2 separate regions of the Capsicum annuum genome follow, and region 1 is linked to region 2. Evidence: chromatin contacts called from public Hi-C data. All regions are on one chromosome and are shown on one strand. The core of a region is the stretch at or near the end of the contact, and the rest is flanking DNA. Distances in the headings are between cores, read along the strand shown. Region 1 holds the start of LOC107871200 (L-type lectin-domain containing receptor kinase S.4). Region 2 holds the start of LOC107871197 (probable methyltransferase PMT11).

What was found. Hi-C and Micro-C count contacts between places; a contact is called where the count stands out from the background.
Region 1: a Hi-C map of leaf shows a contact between it and region 2, with 2.6 times the contacts expected there. The contact joins the promoter of LOC107871200 here to the promoter of LOC107871197 in region 2. A contact is called at or near these places in 3 of 5 Hi-C or Micro-C datasets (leaf and placenta).

What each region holds. Positions count from the first base shown.
Region 1 is chr5:210,098,830-210,102,201 of UCD10Xv1.1, forward strand. LOC107871200 (L-type lectin-domain containing receptor kinase S.4) reads left to right here and starts at 1,943. Exons shown (of 1, transcript XM_016718044.2): 1 at 1,943-3,372. The coding sequence starts at 2,127.
Region 2 is chr5:209,957,539-209,961,176 of UCD10Xv1.1, forward strand. LOC107871197 (probable methyltransferase PMT11) reads left to right here and starts at 1,368. Exons shown (of 9, transcript XM_016718040.2): 1 at 1,368-2,226. The coding sequence starts at 1,546.

The sequences.
Region 1 (3,372 bases), core at 693-3,192, 140 kb after region 2:
CAATGTCCGGTGATCGTGGATTAATCTGAATCGCTTGTTGCAGGGCCTATTAAGGGGGCAGCGCTTTCAATAGAGTTTTTTCCATATTCAGGATCGAATCCTTGACTTCTGATTAAAGGTGGAGCAGCTCCATCCACTGCACCACAACCCATGTTAGTTTCTTTCCCTTTCATTGCCTGGCAGTATCAAAATTTTCATTGAAAAAATTTAAAATATAAAAATTAAATGTATAAAAATTATTTCTTACGTTTCATATTAATTAGGCATATTTTATTTTACACATTGATTAATAAATTGTAAAATAAAAAATAGTTTTACAAATTGACCCATTTAATTTTTTTTGAGAACTTTACAATTAAGTGTGAACACTTTACAAATTCACCCATTTAATAGTGTATGTAATTCCACAAATGGGATATAAGAAGGCAAAAATTACTTAGACTTTATCTCTATTTTTGTGAGATCTGAGAGATTGTTTTCGATAAATTCTTAGCTAAAAGAAATTTAAATTAAAGCGTAATTGAAAAGAAAATAACGATAATAAACAATAAGATGAACAAAGCAAAACAAGCTAGAGAAAAATTAAAGAATCAAGAAATATATTTAGAATAATAATTTTAATTTTATATATATATATATATATATTGTAGGAGTATAATTTTCCAAAACTCATTTGTTAGCAACGAAGAAGTCAAAATTTGCCCAGGTGGAACTCACGTTAATATTCTTTCTGCAAATAGGGTTATCCTAATTGGCTAAATAATACAATAATTAATTGGCATATCTTGATGATATACTAATGAAAGTGCAACCTTACTAACTTAGCGTTGATTTTAACAAAATTAAACAATAATCTACTTATCAACAAACACCATATTTTATATGTTTATCCTATGTTTTATCTTTTGATGTTCTTTTTCTAGATTGCTTTAGATTATTTTTTCTTGAATCGATCAGAAATAACTTTTCTTTTATGAAAGGGTAAGATTTGTACACAATTTATCTTTTTTTGAATCCCACTTAATCGAAACACTATTTGTTGTTGTTATTAGTGGCGGAGTCACATGTGCTTGACGGGTGTCGACCGACATTCATTCGTCAAAAAATTACATTGTACAACTAGGTAAAAATATTTTTTCTTCCATATGTGTTACATATCGTCATCTCTTGATTTCTTTGTGAATTTATTTATTTATATTTTGACATTCTTAATGAAAATTCTGGTTCTACCACTGATTTTTATGCTATGTTTGTTTTATAAAGAAAGTTATTCATCAAAATTTCAATTTATATATTAGTCTATGAAGTTATGACTTCAAGTTCAGGGTGGAATCGAGATATTTGCAAAAAAAAATATATAACGAGTATTTTTATTGATGTGATTTTAATGAAAGAGAAGATATTTCAATTTATAACAAGAGAGTAGTTAACCAACTAATCAATCCAAGTTAGATTGACCAATTATCCTCCTAACCATGACAAATAGGTTGCTAATTAAGCTCTCATTGCCATTTAATTTAGGAATTTATCTCTTACCAACTCTTTTCTTTCAAAACTCCACTTTGTTAATATTTAACTTTTTTCATGTCAAATTTAACGTAATAATTAATAAATTGAGAAATTTTTTAATCTCAAGCATGATTTCAGCATAGCCACTAAATATTATATGATATTTTCTCATGGTGAAGTCCGAATTAGAAATTTATCAATCTTAAATACCCCAAACCAACATAATAAAAAAGGTAGCAAAAGGAAAAACATAGCATTCGACTGCGCATATTCAATAAAATTTTAAAACTAATAAATAAAATTACTGAATTCAGCTAAACACGCAATCCGCTACAACATTCATACTCTCAACATGTAAAATGTAAAAATCATTTTCTTAAGTCCAAGTGTCAAAGGTGTATGTAATTGTTGGCTAGTCATGGACTGTAGTTATAGTTCTGCACTTAATCACCCCACCACCACAACCTCTGAACCCCACTCTTTCACTTTCCCAACACTTTCTTCTTTCCATTTTAATCACATGTGGCAAATCAAGAACCAACTCTACAAAAAGAATGTCTAGATACAGCTATAAATCATCACACACCACACATACTTCTTGAACTAACTATGCCACCATGACCAAAAAAATTAAACCAACACTTGTCTTGGTACTCTTTGTTTTGTTATCAAGAACAGTTGTTTCTGTTGAGTTTGTTTACAATGGTTTTAATGAAGTTGAACCTAATAATCTTAGTGTAAATGGGGTTGCTCAAATTTCCAAGAATGGTGTTTTACAGCTTACAGATGAAACATCTAGAGTTGTTGGTCATGTATTTTACAAAAATCCAATAAGATTCAAGAATGATCAGTTTGGTAATAATGTTTCTTCTTTTTCTACTGCTTTTGCTTTTGGGATTGTTCCTGAATATGCTAAGTTAGGTGGTCATGGTTTTGCTTTTACAATATCAACAAGTAATGAAATGAAAGGTGCACGTCCTAGTCAGTATTTAGGACTTTTGAATAACAGTGATGTTGGGAATTTTTCTAATCATTTGTTTGCTGTTGAATTTGATACTGTTCAAGATTTTGAGTTAGGTGATATTAGTGATAATCATGTTGGTATTGATATTAATAATTTGGAATCCAATGCTTCTGTTAATGCTAGTTACTTTTCTGAAGGAAGTTCTACTAAGCAGAATCTTTTTCTGCAGTGTGGAAAGACAATTCAGGCTTGGATTGACTATGATTCAAGTAGAAATTTATTGAATGTTACACTTTCCATGTCTTCAAGAAAACCAAGTTATTCAATTTTGTCTTACCATGTGGACCTTTCTCCAATTCTTGAGGAATTCATGTATGTTGGATTTTCTGCTTCAACTGGTTTGCTTGCTAGTTCACATTATATATTTGGTTGGAGTTTCAAGATGAATGGGATGGCTCAATCTTTGGATCTTGATTCACTGCCTTCTTTACCTAAGCCTAAGAAGGACCAAACAACCTTAATTGTTGCTACCTCTTTGTCTGCTGTCATGTTTCTTGCATTTGGACTTATTTTAGCCTTGTATGTCATTTGGAAATTCAAGAACATAGATGTGATTGAACCTTGGGAACTCGAAATAGGTCCACATAGGTTTTCTTATAAGGAGTTAAAGAAGGCTACAAGGGGTTTTAGAGATGAAGAGTTACTTGGTTTTGGTGGATTTGGTCGAGTTTATAAAGGGTTGTTGCCTAAGACCAATAACGTTGTTGCTGTTAAGCGAATAAATCATGAAGCGAAGCAAGGTCTTCAAGAATTTGTTTCTGAAATCGCCACTATTGGTCGCCTTAGACATAGAAATTTGGTTCAGCTCATAGGATGGTGTCGGCGAAGCGGTGACTTGT
Region 2 (3,638 bases), core at 118-2,617:
GTCATATATAAATTAATAATGACATGATTTACTCCAACAATAATTATGTACTTATAATTTTTTTTTAATTCATTCCCAAAAGTGCAAATGTCACAATTTTGTGGTGATTTTTTCTCATTTCATTAGCTCCCACTATTTCAAGATTTTGAATACCACTTTATGATCATGAAAAGTAGTATCATTTTTTTCATTAAAAATATTAGGTAGAAGATTTTTTACTTTTTTTCCACAACAAGTAAAATAGTTTTTTACCTTTCTTCCGCTTGAGTTGAGGAGTAGAAAATGCTTTACGTGGCTATCTGTTGCCATCTATCTTTTGAGATCTCTCATCTTGATATTCGTGATTTTTCAAACTGTAACAAAACATGAGTCTCCTTAAAATTGTTGGTGTAATGTACCAAGAATTACAATAATTGTTACAGTTGAAATAAAATAAACAAAGAATGAAGAAAATAAGATCATTTTTTTCTTGGATGAGGTGCAGATATGTTGCTCTCTTTAGGATATTCAAACCCACTGCGGCATAATCTACATCGATTCAGCAGTATATCTATTGACTTGTCCCCTCCAAGATACCACAGCCCATCAATGATGTACAACTCAAGCAATTTCGGATTAGTTGAAGAGTCCAAAACTCCACCATAAAAATAACTTCCTTCAACATATATTTACTCTCTTTGTGTAGTGAACATGGTTAAACACTTCGAATAATTTTTTTGTCTCAACTCTTTCTTTCACTAATATAGCTACTCTCTTTTGTATAGTGAATATAGTTGTAGTTTCTTTATCCAACTCTCTCTTTCACTACTACACACTATAATCTTTTTCACACTTATTGTGTTTTCTTATACATACAATAACATGCAGGATCACCTCTATTTATAGGTGAGATATTCATGCTTGTACTGAATAAGAAGAATATGGTATAGTAAAGTGGTACATGAATGGTTGGATGTTATATGAGTTACAAGTATAACTACATAGTACAATGCACAAATAAAGATTTGTGGTTACAGAGTTTCAAGAAACTCATGACCACATTCTTACACTAACAAAAGTAAATAATAATACTCACAATACACAATTTATACCCACTAACATATGCACTTAATATATTAATTTAATAATAAAATACATATATACCAACATTATGTGATAAAAATAATTTTATAAAATTATTATTACAAAATAACGATGTAAATGAATTTTTTTTGTCACGACAGTGATATAAATAAATTAAATTAAATTATTAAATATTATAATATAAATAAATTAAATTTATAACGAATAGATAAACACTTTTAGTTTGATGTCTTTTTTCAATTATTTTTTTTTATCGTCATACATAGAACTGAAACGCAAGGGCATGTTTATTTTTATGTAATATATACATGCCAAACTAGAACACACTTGAGATCTAGGAAAGGAACAAGCTCTCTTGCTCCCACACCATCCTATCACTCCTATGATCGTTTGCATTCTAGTGATACCGACACACTGGTCGGAGATTATCTCAGTTTCATTAAAAAGAAAAAATAAGACAAAATGAAAGGAGATGTATTCAAATCTACAACACTTGTCAAGATATTAGGCTTTGTGTTACTGTCGATAGCATTTTTCTACTTCGGAAAACATTATTCCGATGGATCTCAACAGCTTGTTTTCTTCAATTCACGTCAAGATTCATCAACTACACCCAAACCCACAACCCCAAATTCTCAATTCGTTGCAATTTCACCTAATTCCAACAAATCCTTCGATTTATCCTCGTTAATTAACGATACCAATGTTGCCGAAAAGCCATTAAAAAATACAATTCATCCACCACCTTTGCTGACGTCACCACCTCCTCCGCCGCCGCCGAAGGAGCCGGTGGAGAAGATGGGGTTGTTGGATGAGAATGGGGTAATGAAGGATGATTTTCGAGTTGGGGGTGATGGTTTTGAAGTTGTGGAAAATTGGGGTGTGGGGAATGAGACTGAGGAGGGTGGTGGTGGTGGTGGGGTTAAGGGGTTTAGGGTTAAGAAATATGGGCTGTGTAGTCATAGTATGAGGGAGTATATACCATGTTTGGATAATGTGGAGGCAATTTCTAAGCTGAAATCGGTTGAAAGAGGGGAGAAATTTGAGCGGCATTGTCCCGAAAAAGGGAAAGGATTGAATTGTTTGGTTCCTCCACCGAAAGGTTATCAAACTCCGATTCCATGGCCAAAAAGTCGCGATGAGGTTTGTTATATTATGCTGAGAATTCTACTTGTTTTGAGATAATGTAGTTATTAGTGGCTGATCTAGAGTGTAATCATGTATCTGTATTAATAAGTTCGATAGATATTTGACTATGAATTCAGTTTTTATAGTTTGTTAGCTTGAGATCGATGTATGAAGCGATGACGAGGGAATTCTACTTGTTTTGAGGATAATGTAGTTATTAGTGGCTGATCTAGTGTGTAATTTATTAACTTGAGATCAATGTAGGAAGCTGTGATGAGGTTTGTTTATATCCTGCTGGGAATTCTATTTGTTTTGAGGATAATGTAGTTGTTATTAGTGGCTGATCTAGAGTGTAATCATGTATGTGTATTAACAAGTTCGATTAATATTTGACTATGAATTCAGTTATTATCGTTTGTTAAATTGAGATCGATGTAGGAAGCTATGACGAGGGAAATCTACTTGTTTTGAGGATAATGTAGTTATTAGTGGCTGATCTAGGGTGTAATCATGTATGTGTATTAACAAGTTCGATAAATATTTGACTATGAATTCAGTTATTATTGTTTATTAACTTGAGATCGATGTAGGAAGCTGTGACGAGGTTTGTTTATATCCTGCTGGGAATTCTACTTGTTCTGAGTATAATGTAGTTATCAGTGGCGGATCTGGAGTGTAATCGTGTATATATGTGTTGAGAAATTTGCTAAATGTTATAAATATTTGACTGTGAACTTAGTTATTATAGTTTGTTAACTTGAGATTGATGTAGGAAGCCGTGACGAGGTTTGTTAAATTCTGCTGGGAAGTCTACTTGTTTTGAGGATAATTTAGTTATGAGATGGGGATCCAGAGTGTAATCCTGTACATGTATTAAGAAATTCGCTAAATGTTTGTAAATATTTGACGGTGAACCCAGTTATTATAATTTGTTAGCTTGAGATCGATGTAGGAAGCCATGACGAGGGAATTCTACTTGTTTTGAGGATAATGTAGTTATGAGCGGTGGATCTAGAGTGTTATCATTTGTATTTTTATTAAGAAATTCATTGAATGTTTATAAATATTTGACTATGAACTAAGTTATTATAGTTTGTTAACGTGAGATCGATGAAGGAAGCCGTGAAAAGGTTAGTTCTATTCTTCTAGGAATTCTACTTATTTTGAGGATAGTGTAGTTACCAGTGGCAGGTAGAGTGTAATCCTGTTTATATGTATTAAGAAATTCACTAAATTTTTGTAAATATTTGACTGTGAACTCCGTCATTATTGTTTATTAACTTGAGATCGATGTAGGAAGCCATAAAACTTTAAACCAACTTCTTCACAGTACAATTCCATGGTCAAGAAGGCGTGACGATGTTTGTTGTATTCTTCTGGGAATTCTACTTATTTTGAGGATAATGTAGTTATCAGTGGTGGATTTT